Linked DNA regions of Sus scrofa: region 1 is linked to region 2. A link is a contact called in public Hi-C data. All regions are on one chromosome and are shown on one strand. Each heading gives the region's core, a stretch centred on a gene start, on an enhancer-like site or on the middle of the called end of the contact. The rest is flanking DNA. Distances are from core to core; before and after follow the strand shown. Region 1 has its middle 8.5 kb from the start of PCGF5. Region 2 has its middle 110 kb from the start of PCGF5.

The links. A called contact is a pair of places that touch in the nucleus more often than the background predicts.
Region 1: a contact with region 2 is called in a Hi-C map of heart right ventricle, with 1.8 times the contacts expected there. The contact joins two enhancer-like sites. A contact is called at or near these places in 2 of 47 Hi-C or Micro-C datasets (fetal heart ventricle and heart right ventricle) and 1 of 2 datasets of contacts at active chromatin or transcription factors (skeletal muscle).

The regions. Positions count from the first base shown.
Region 1 is chr14:102,816,158-102,821,138 of Sscrofa11.1, forward strand. It overlaps the pseudogene LOC102157523. Among named protein-coding and RNA genes, the nearest start is that of PCGF5, 8.5 kb to the right of the region's middle. Within about 2 kb of position 2,449, at least 1 of the 83 cell types and tissues checked has an H3K27ac peak or open chromatin away from gene starts, as enhancers often do.
Region 2 is chr14:102,718,244-102,723,551 of Sscrofa11.1, forward strand. No RefSeq gene overlaps it. Among named protein-coding and RNA genes, the nearest start is that of PCGF5, 110 kb to the right of the region's middle. Within about 2 kb of position 3,123, at least 8 of the 83 cell types and tissues checked have an H3K27ac peak or open chromatin away from gene starts, as enhancers often do.

The DNA of each region.
Region 1 (4,981 bases), core at 1,199-3,698, 97 kb after region 2:
GCCTGCGAGGTAAAAGTATCTTCCTCTTTGGGCCTTAAGGAAGAAGGATCCTTAAGGAATACATAAGACACTTAAAAGTGTGCACATAGTAAGTGGATTCTGTTAGCTATTATTATGGAAGTGGTTTCTGATGAGATTATCAATGCCTACAATAGCCTTTTCTTCACTTTTAGCAAAAAACGCTTGTCACCGTGGTTTGAGCTGATTTTCCATACATGGGATTATATACAAATAAAGTTAACTGGCTTGTTTAAGGTGATGAGGGAAAAAATGTATTTCTGGCGTATTTGTTGCTACTGGAATCCCTGCATTCTTATGTCAGGGGGCATCTTTGCAAACTGCCTATAAACATTTTACTTACATACTGGGTTTTTGTTTTGTTTTTTGGTTTTGGCTTTTTAGGCTTGCACTTATGGCATATGGAAGTTCCCAGGCTAGGGGTTGAATCAGAGCTACAGCTGCCGGCCTACACCACAGCCACAGCAATGCCAGATCCAAGCCGAATCTGAGACCTACACCACAGCTCATGGTAATGCCGGATCCTTAACCCACTGAGCGAGGCCAGGGATCAAACCTTCGTCCCTCATGAATCTAAGTCGGGTTTGTTAACCACTGAGCCACGAAAGGAACTCCCCATATTGGTTTTTTTTAATGGAGAGAAGGTACCTGTGAATTATGTTTTTATTAGGCTGAGATTATATACACGCCTGACAGAGACTTCATGACAGGAATTGGCATTTGTAGGGTCCTCTGAGATGAGGGTCTCATCTTCTGAGAAGGAAGGAAGCAAAGGTCCTGTGCTTGTCCATTCTGTTCAGACAGAACAGTTCCGATAGCCAGAACGAAGCTCATTTTGTCATTGCATTTTTGATCCTTATGGACTGAAATAGAGATGGAACTTTTCCCATAAAAGTGAAGTTTCTAAAAACAAGAATAACCTGAGAGCTTCTGTACTTGAAAGCAGCAAATACAAGATCACAGAAAGCTACATTGGAAAAATAAATGTTATCTCCAAAATCAGATTATAAATTTGATTAAACCAGAATCTAATACATCAGGAGAAAGAAAGAATTGACAAATGCCAGCTAGATGAAAAGTAGAAGCTATGTTTGGTAAGAAGTTATCTTTGTTTTATTTATTATTCTTTAAAGAGCATTAGTTGTACAATTTGGTTAAAGATGTGACTTTATAGGTGAGTATATTCTTCTTCTTCCAACTGGAAAGCCAAAAAGTTTGAGATTCCATTCCCCATATTCATCTAATATTATTTCCTGAAACAAAGCCTCCATATATACTGTGAGCAGTTTTAGAAATAATTTCACCAAAAGAAGTGACCCTCCCTGTCCTGCTCAGTAGGAGTTCTGGGCTGTTTGCTTCCTGTTCACCTGCATACATGTGAAGACCTCTGGCTTACAGGAGACTCCACACCACTAGCCATAGCAGTCGGGGTACACGTCTTCCCTCCAGTGGGCACCTCGTTTCTCAGACACACGTCGATTAAATTGGGAGTGGCTGGCATAAAGCTTGAGCTTATCATTAATGTCCACCTATCTCACCTCCTTGGCATCATCGCCTGCTTCCAGAGGAAGATGGTCCATTACCTCGCCTGTTTCATCGTGGTAGTTCACAGCCTCTGTCTCTATCCACGCATTATCCATGTTCCAGGGATCATCCACATAGCCTTTATAGACCGCAAAGTGTTCCTGGCTGAATAGTTTGTGCAGTTGTTTCTCCAATGCCTGTATTTCTGCTCTGGGTTTCTGTAAGGAGTTCATGGCTTCCTCACCAAATTCTCTTTTCAATGTAGTGCTAATCTTCTCTCCTGGATCTACCATTCCCCCTGGGATAGCCCAGTCCCCACAGTCTTTCCTTTTGATGGCTACAAATTGCAGGATGTTTCTCCCAGAAACAGGGTGGGTAACTTTATTGCCCTTGCCATCCTTTTTCCACCTGGTTAAGATGGGATCTGCAGCATGATTGGGACCCCAAGGCCCCAGAAGCCCTCGCCCAACCAGCCCTGTCTGACCTACAGGATTTCTAGGTCTCCCATTTTTAACCTTATACCAGCCGTTCTGGCTCCTTCTCTCCACCTGCCCATCTTTTTCATTAAATTTAGGAGAGAAGTTCCTTTCACCCACCAGGGGGTCTGCCCACTTGGGTCTCGTCAAGATGGAGTCAGAAGTGTACGCCACAGGCTGGTACTCTGGCCACTCAACCTGCCAGCTCACTTTCTCATCGGGGACCTGGCTTCACTCCACTTTAGAGCCAGGGTACGGAGATGTCCTGGCTTTCTTGTGGGGCGTCTTCACAGCGCCATTTGAAACTGACATGATGACGTTTGGAGGGAACACACGTGAGGAAAACGGGCTCCAGCCGGGGGAGGTGCTGGGGCAGCTGCCAGGCCTGACTGTCACAGAGGCCAAGGCCACAGAAGGGGCACAGTCGCTAAAGTCTTTGCCAGGCAGTGTCGAGCCATCCACCACCCTGCAGGCTGCAGGGATTTTGGTGACTATCAGGTGGGGCGCTTCCAACCGCAACCGCAGGACTCTTGACCTTTCGGCTCCTCCGGGGAAAGCGGGGAGGGGAGGGCAACCGTCCCTCTCCCTTTGGGGGTGGAGCGGGGGTTCACCACCCTTTCTGCCCAGCGCCCCCTAAGGGCAGTTGTTGCTTTTGTATTTTACTTTGAAAGAAAGATTTGAGGGTCTGGGAGGGATTCCAAAGGTGAGGTGCTGGGTTTGGGAACATTGTTCAACCACCACCAACAGAATTGGCACACAACAAAAACAAAAGTATTTTCTTGCTTAGCAGGGTATTAGCCTTATATGTAGATTTAGTTCACCGTGTCCAGGACCTGTGTCTGGGAGAGGGCAGCATGAATGTGTTGGAGGTTGTGAGGGACAAAATTCCTTGTTTGAGATGCTCAAAAGCCTGGTGAGGGTGACCTTGAAGGAGGAAGCTCATTTGGGACACCCAGCAAGGTCCCGGTGAGAAAATCCATCAGGGGCCATATGCACAGTATGAGTGATGGTTCCAGATCTCAGGCCCATCATTTACTAGCTGGACGGCTTAGGCAAGTTGCATAAGCTTTATATTCAAAGGAATAAGGGCCACACACAGCATGTCAGGAGCTGTCAAGCACAGAAGACTGTACTGAGGTCTGGACTGTGTGGCCTCTGTGCTTAAAGCATTCTGGTTGAGGAGGCAGCACATACATTTAAAAATAGAACATGGGAGTACCCTCCCGGCTCAGTGGTTAAGGAACCCGACTAGGATCCATGAGGACATGGGTTCGATCCCTGGCCTTGCTCACTGGGTTAAGGATCTGGCATTGCTGTGAGCTATGGTGTAGGTCACAGATGTGGCTCGGACCTGGCGTTGCTGTGGCTATGGTGTAGGCTGGCAGCTATGGCTCCTATTGGACCCCTAGCCTGGGAACTTCCATGTGCTATGGGCGCAGCCCTAAAAAGACCAAAAAAAAAAAAAAAAAAAAAAAAAAAAAAGGTTAAAAATTAAAATAGAACTAACAGAAACGGAGTTCCCGTCATGGCTCAGTGGTTAATGAATCCGACTGGGAACCATGAGGTTGCAGGTTCGATCCCTGGCTTGCTCAGTGGGTTAAGGATCTGGCATTGCTGTGAGCTGTGGTGTAGGTCAAAGACGCAGCTTGGATCCCGCATTGCTGTGGTTCTGGCGTAGACCGGCAGCTACAGCTCCGATTGGACCCATAGCCTGGGAACCTCCATATGCCGTAGGAGCAGCCCTAAAAAAGGCAAAAAGACAAAAAAAAAAAAAATAGGAACAGAAACAACAGGCAATAACCCTTAAGAATTGAACACAGGTTCAAATCCCAGCTTTTCCTCCTTAACTAGAATCTTCTTGGGAAAAGTTACTTAAGTTACTTAAGCTCACTTCACTTTCCTCAGGTGTAAAATGGAAATAGAAATATCTACCTCATAGAATCGTGGCAACAATTAAGAAGGATGTTACCTGCAGAGCTGTTAGCACAATAACTGGCCCATCATACATACTCGAAAATGCTAGTTGTTATCGCTAGAGTTACCATGAACTTTTTGATCCTGCAGCTTGAAAATGGTAGATTAGAACAGGAAAATTGAAATGACTGTGGAAATTGATTATGGTCTCACACATGAGGTCAGAGTTAAATAACCTACGATTCTCTGACTGGAGAAATCCAGGCTGAAAAATAACAGTGTCCAGGTTCTGAAATGATATGAAAAGAAGTAGCACAGGCTAAGTCATTATATCTAAGAAAACAAACCCTAGGGACAGGTACCTGAACATTTGAAAGACATAGTTTTAGAACAAATGGAGCACTGTATACTCTAATTGAAACCCAAAGGATGTTCAACACTTCTCAAAGTTTGTTCCATGTTATACCACTCCCGTGAGAAAGATTTTCAAGGAATACATGATTTGGTGGTTAAATATGTTTGAGAACGTCTGCATACTTTACTGCCCTCCTTTAGGAATTTTGGATTCACATAGTATTTTAAAGATCCTGTGAATTCCAGTAAAAACAAAACAAATCAACCCTAAACAATTTAATTCTGTTTCAGCCAGTATTTTCCACACTACCTTACCAGAGAATGCGTCTTTTATGCAATGTCTGATATTCTTTTAAGAACATACTTCCTCATGTTTATTTTTTGTCTTTTTGCCTTTTCTAGGGCCACTCCGACGGCATATGGAGATTCCCAGGCTGGGGGTCTAATCGGAGCCGTAGCCACCAGCCTACACCAGAGCCACAGCGACACAGGATCCAAGCCATGTCTGCAACCTACACCAGAGGTCACAGCAATGCCAGATCCTTAATCCACTGAGCATGGCCAGGGATCGAACCTGCAGCCTCATGGTTCCTAGTCGGATTCGTTAACCACTGAGCCACAACGGGAACTCCCATACTTCCTCAAGTTTAGAGCAGTTTCAAAATACCTGTGTCTGAGGGTAGAACTCTAGCCAT
Region 2 (5,308 bases), core at 1,873-4,372:
AGGGAGAAACACTAACTTCAGGAAAGTGGTTACCTCTGGGATGGGATAAATTGGAATTGGGTGTCAGTGGGGAGCTCTAAATGTTTGCAACTGCTGAATTCTTATTTAAAAGTAGATTTGCAGCAAATGTGTCCAAAAACACTAACTTTGGATGAGTTCTGGGTGGTAGTATGGAATAGTTAGATGTATTTCTCTGTGTTTGAAAATTTTCAAAATTGCAAGATTTTTAAAGGAGCGGGGAGAAAGCCTTGAAGAAAAAATTTATGCTCACTCTAGCTCTCTACATCTGTCTAACAAGCTTGGTAATATTATCCTCAGAGAACTGCAATTTGCAACAAGAACTGCAACAGAGTAAAAACCATAGTGTTTCTTCACTTGGTCTCTCCTGTTGCCACCCTCCTACTAAACCTTACATTTGTCCCTGAGGTTAAGTCCACTAAAGGCCATCACTTACACACAATTGGCTTATTACTTCTTGTCTCCAAGTTGGATTCTTTTCGACCAAGTTGAAAGATGAATAAAACTGGTTTCCACATTTCTGTTTTGATTACTGCTGTTATCTAATGAGCTTCTCCAAACCTTAGTGGCATAAAACAACCCCTTTATGATGCTTGTGGAACTCAGTTCCACAATATCTGGGGCCTCGGTTTGGGAGACTCAAGTGAGGGGTCACCCAACAGTTGGGAGTGACTGGCCGGTTGGTGGCAAAAGTCACCGGGAGCTATCTTTGCTCTTGTGTTTGGTGGTTGATGATGGCTGTCGGCTGAGACTTCAGGTGGGGCTGTCAGCTGAGCCATCTCCTGGTTATAAACACGTCACTAAGGTTGGCCCAGTTTTCATGGAAGGGGACAGAAAGACACTGCTCTCAACAGGGGAGGTGTCAAAGGATTTGCAGGCATATGGTGAAACATCACAATATCCTCTTGACTCTGCTATGACAATAAAGTAGAACTGATAAACTTGGACCCTACTTCCTCTTCGTCCACTCAAGTGATCCACGTGGAGGGATATTTGAGTGTATCCACTAAGTTATTTAGGAACATGTTCGGTCAAGTTCAGGCAGCTGAGGTCTAACCTAACATGGTAATGTATTTTATCAGTTCTCATCCTTTGGAACATGGACTGGTTATTTCCAATGACAGTAAACATAAAGGTCATAAATAACACATATAATAAGATTTTCACCACGATGAAATATTTGCAGTGGGGAGCTTTATTAATCATCTATTGCTATATAACAAATTACTCTAAAAACTTGGTAGCTTAAAACAACAAATATTTATTATCTCACAGCTTCTGTGGGTCAGGAATTTGTGACTAGCTTAGCTCGGTGGCTCTGACTCAGGGTCTCTCATGGTGTTGCCATCAAGATGTTGGCCAAGGCCGTGTTGTGTGAAGACCTAACTGGGGCTGAAGAATCTGCTTCCACTGGAGCTCACTCACATGGCTGTTGGCAAGAGGCCATGATTCCTTATCGGTGGTTGGCAGGTGACCTCAGTTCCTCACCATGTGGGCCTCTCCAGAGGGCTGCTTAAGTGTTCTCATGACATGACAGCTGGCGTCTTCCACAGCGAGTGACCCAAGAGAGAGAGCAAGGAGGAGACCACAGTAACTTTTATGTTCAAGCCTCTCTAAGTGTCACAAGATCACACCTGCTATATTCTTTTTATTAGAAGTGAGTTACTGGAATTCCCATCATGGCTCAGTGGTAATAAACCTGACTAGTATCCATGAGGATATGGATTCAATCCCTGGCCTTGCTCAGTGGGTTAAGGATCCAGCATTGCCATGAGCTGAGGTGCAGGTGGCAGATGTGGCTTGGATCCTGTATTGCTGTGGCTGTGGTGTAGGCTGGGGGGGCAGCTGCAGCCCTGATTCAGACCTTCCATATGCTATGGGTGCGACCCCCCAAAATAAAAAATTTATAAATAAATAAAAATAAATTTTGAAAATAAGAAATGAGTTACAAAGTCCAGTCACTAAGTCATACTCAAGAAGAAGGGAACCAAGCCCCACCTCTTGCAGGGAAGCATATCTAAGAATGTGTGATGATATGTGAAGACAGGGTGTTTGAAAAAGAGATTTCTCTATCTGAAGGGATCTGCCTCAGGACAGCTGTCCTTATTTATGCAACCAATGCAGAGAAATAAGTAGTTTCCATGTGAAAAATTAACAGTCAAGTTCCCCTTTGCCATTCAGATGGGAGGTACATCTGGATTGCTCTCATCTGCTCTGCTCCTGTCTTTATAGGATGGGAATTATGATTCTTGTCAATAAAATCTTGGAGACGCTCTAAAACATTGTGTAGTTTACCCTTACTCTTAATTGTGGTAATATTGTGGAGGTGTGGGCATTCCCATGCCTATTTCAACCACCCTACTGACACTAGGATCGACTTGGCCATGCAAGTTACCTGGACAGAGGCAAGTCCTTTCTTATACTCCATTCGATGATGCATCTTTCAAAAGTCCAAGCTTAAATGGTCAGGATGATAGATGAGGCTCTGCTTCGGGCCAAGGTGGATCATAAGATGCAGAAAAATGACCACCTTCAAAAAGCAAAACAACCGTTTTGCTTGAAGCAGTGAAGTAAAGGGCATCCGAGTGACTCTTTCTCATCCTTAGTGAGAGAAACTGGAGAAGCGCCAATGATTCATTTGTCTGAGAACAGGAAACTTAAGTGGCCCCGATTCGGATACCGGAAAAGGAAGATCTTCCCCGAGTCCTAAGGTGGGAGATGCCCATCCTAAGGATGACGTAGCCAGGTCCCTGGCAGGGAGATGGAGGTCACTCCCTTCAAGGAAAAAGGGTCAAATTGTGTCTGGTTCTGGAACGAATTCAACTTGACTACTTAGCAGTAAAGATAAATTGAACCCACAGAGAAAACTGAAAATAGTATTTTCCTGGCAAGTCCTTCAATGGACTTAGTGTGTTTAGATTTATGAGGGGGTGCATGACCTTCTCTGCCTTGGTGTTTCACGTTTTCGTTTTTCCAGGACTGATTTTCCATCTGGCCTAACCAGAGCCCGAAGTTGCTGAATCAAACAGAGCCAACAGGCCTGACCTGAGCTGGCTAGAACCTGCACGGAGCAGGGGGGAGACTAATAGACTCCTTTCTGAAAGGCCTGTCGAGCAGAAGCCTGCTCTTGCCTGCCTGCCTCTGATCACAGCCCTGAAACAGCACCCATCCAGCTGTCCACCTGCCCTGCTGGTGGGGCAATAGCAGGCCTGGGGGGGTTTCTGTTGGAGAAGCTCGATGTGTGAAGGGGAAGGATGGCATTGTCACATGCAGGACACTATCATGCAGGCCTGGTTCCTGTCCCAGCCTCCTAGGGGGTGGTCTGCTCATCTCCAGCAGCCCCAGAGAAAACTTGGAGGCACTGTGTAAGTTTCCAAAAGGTTTCAGGAGCAGCAGAGTGCTGATGGGCCCTGGAAGCATCTGGCAGAAGTAACAAAGGCACAGTGGAACTGAAAGCAGTCAGGTCAGATGAGGTCATGGCCACTCCTGGATGCTGGCAACCAGAGGTGGGACCTCTCAAGAGAGGTAGCCTTTGCCATTATGCCATGTAGCTTCTCCAGGCCAGGGGAGAAGGAGGGCAGGAGAGAAAATCCAGAATTAACTTAACTTTGGGATGAAAAGACTGAGAAATGAGAAAGCACAGAGGTTTTGAAGAAATGATTACAATTGCATGCTCTGGCATTTAGCACATGAAGTTTCATTACAGAAAATAATGTTATATTTCTTGCCTACCCACGTTTGTGCCCTGAGCATATCTGAACCTGTCATTCTCTGTCTCTCTGATACCTTCCCCTGATTTTCACACCATATGGAGGGAAGGGGGCATGTTGGAGTCAGTGGGTCTCTCAGCATCTCAAGATGCAGCTCAGTCATGCGGCATGAAGTGTTAGCCCCAGGAAGTCTTCTACACCAGAGGTCAGAAAATGTTTGCTTTAAAGGGCCATTTAAGAAACACTTTAGGTGTTTCAGACTATACAGTCTCCTTTGCAACTCTCCATCTCTGCCATGGCAGCACAAAGGCAGCCAGAGATGACGAGTGAATGGATACCGCCGTGTCTCCATGAAACAATTACGGACACTGAAATCTGAATGTCATATAGTTTTCAGATGTCACAAAATATTATTCTACCTTTTTTTTTTTTTTCAAGCTTTGAAAAATGTAAAAACTACTCTTAGGTTTCAGGCCATACCAACACAAGTAGTGGACTGGATTTGGCCCACAGGCAGTAATTTGTCAATCCTTATTTTAGGCTGACCACTGCTCTCCACACCTTAGAAGGGATTAATTTATTCACGGGCAGGCTCTAGGCTTAAAAGATCAACTCCTTTAAAAATGCCCAAGGGATAAAGTCTCCCTGGGAATCACAGAATCTTTTCACATGGTATTTCCCTGAGAATCACCCTTTTTTTGTGGGTTAAGACACGTGACAAGCTTTACACCTAAGAAAAGCCACAGCTCACATACAAACTACTCTTTTGTTGGCAGAAGGTATCAGCTGAGCTCTAAGCCTCAGGTAGATAGACAAGGGCTGTGTCTGTTTTCCCCTGTTGCTATATTGCTGGGGTCTAATATGGTACCTGACACAGAGTAAGCCTTAAACAGATGGTTTGTTGATTGAATGATTGAGTGACTGAAAAGGACTTTTCAGCACTTTTCAAAACTGTTTTATTCCATCATATGTGCGTTACATAACTTTCACTTTCAAGATGCCTGTAACTGTGATTTAGAATTCAGAAAAATAATCATACATAAATAGATTTTCTTCATAAGTTGGACCAGTGTCTGTGTGAAACTGCAAAGCCATTGTTGGCTCTTTTGAAGGGGGGACCTATTTGCCCCAAAAAGCTAAAGAAAAGTAATTGCAAGTATGAGACTGTTCTTGGTAAGAAAGGTGTCGCCTGTGTTGCTCCCCTTACATTCATTTTGACCTAGGGAGGTAACCTCCACCATTATGCCCAGGATGTGAAAAAGCTACCTGGAAACTTACCAGGACCCATGACCTGGGAAGAGCCGATATTGAAAACCCCTCTGCTCTGTGCTAAATTGGCAGGTTTCTCCCCATTAAGCCACACAGCATCTAGGCAGAAGAGAGCATACTCAGAGAAAAATCACAAAGCCTTTGGCTACCTTAACTCGGCATTTAATATGAATAAACGTCTTAGCTCTCCTTTTAAAATTTTCTTTTTAAAACCCCAAGTAACTTTGCAAAGGGAATCATGAGAATGTGGGAGACTTTGGGATGCTAACTAATGTGTGGTACCACGAAGAGGCAAAAGAAAAAGATCAAAG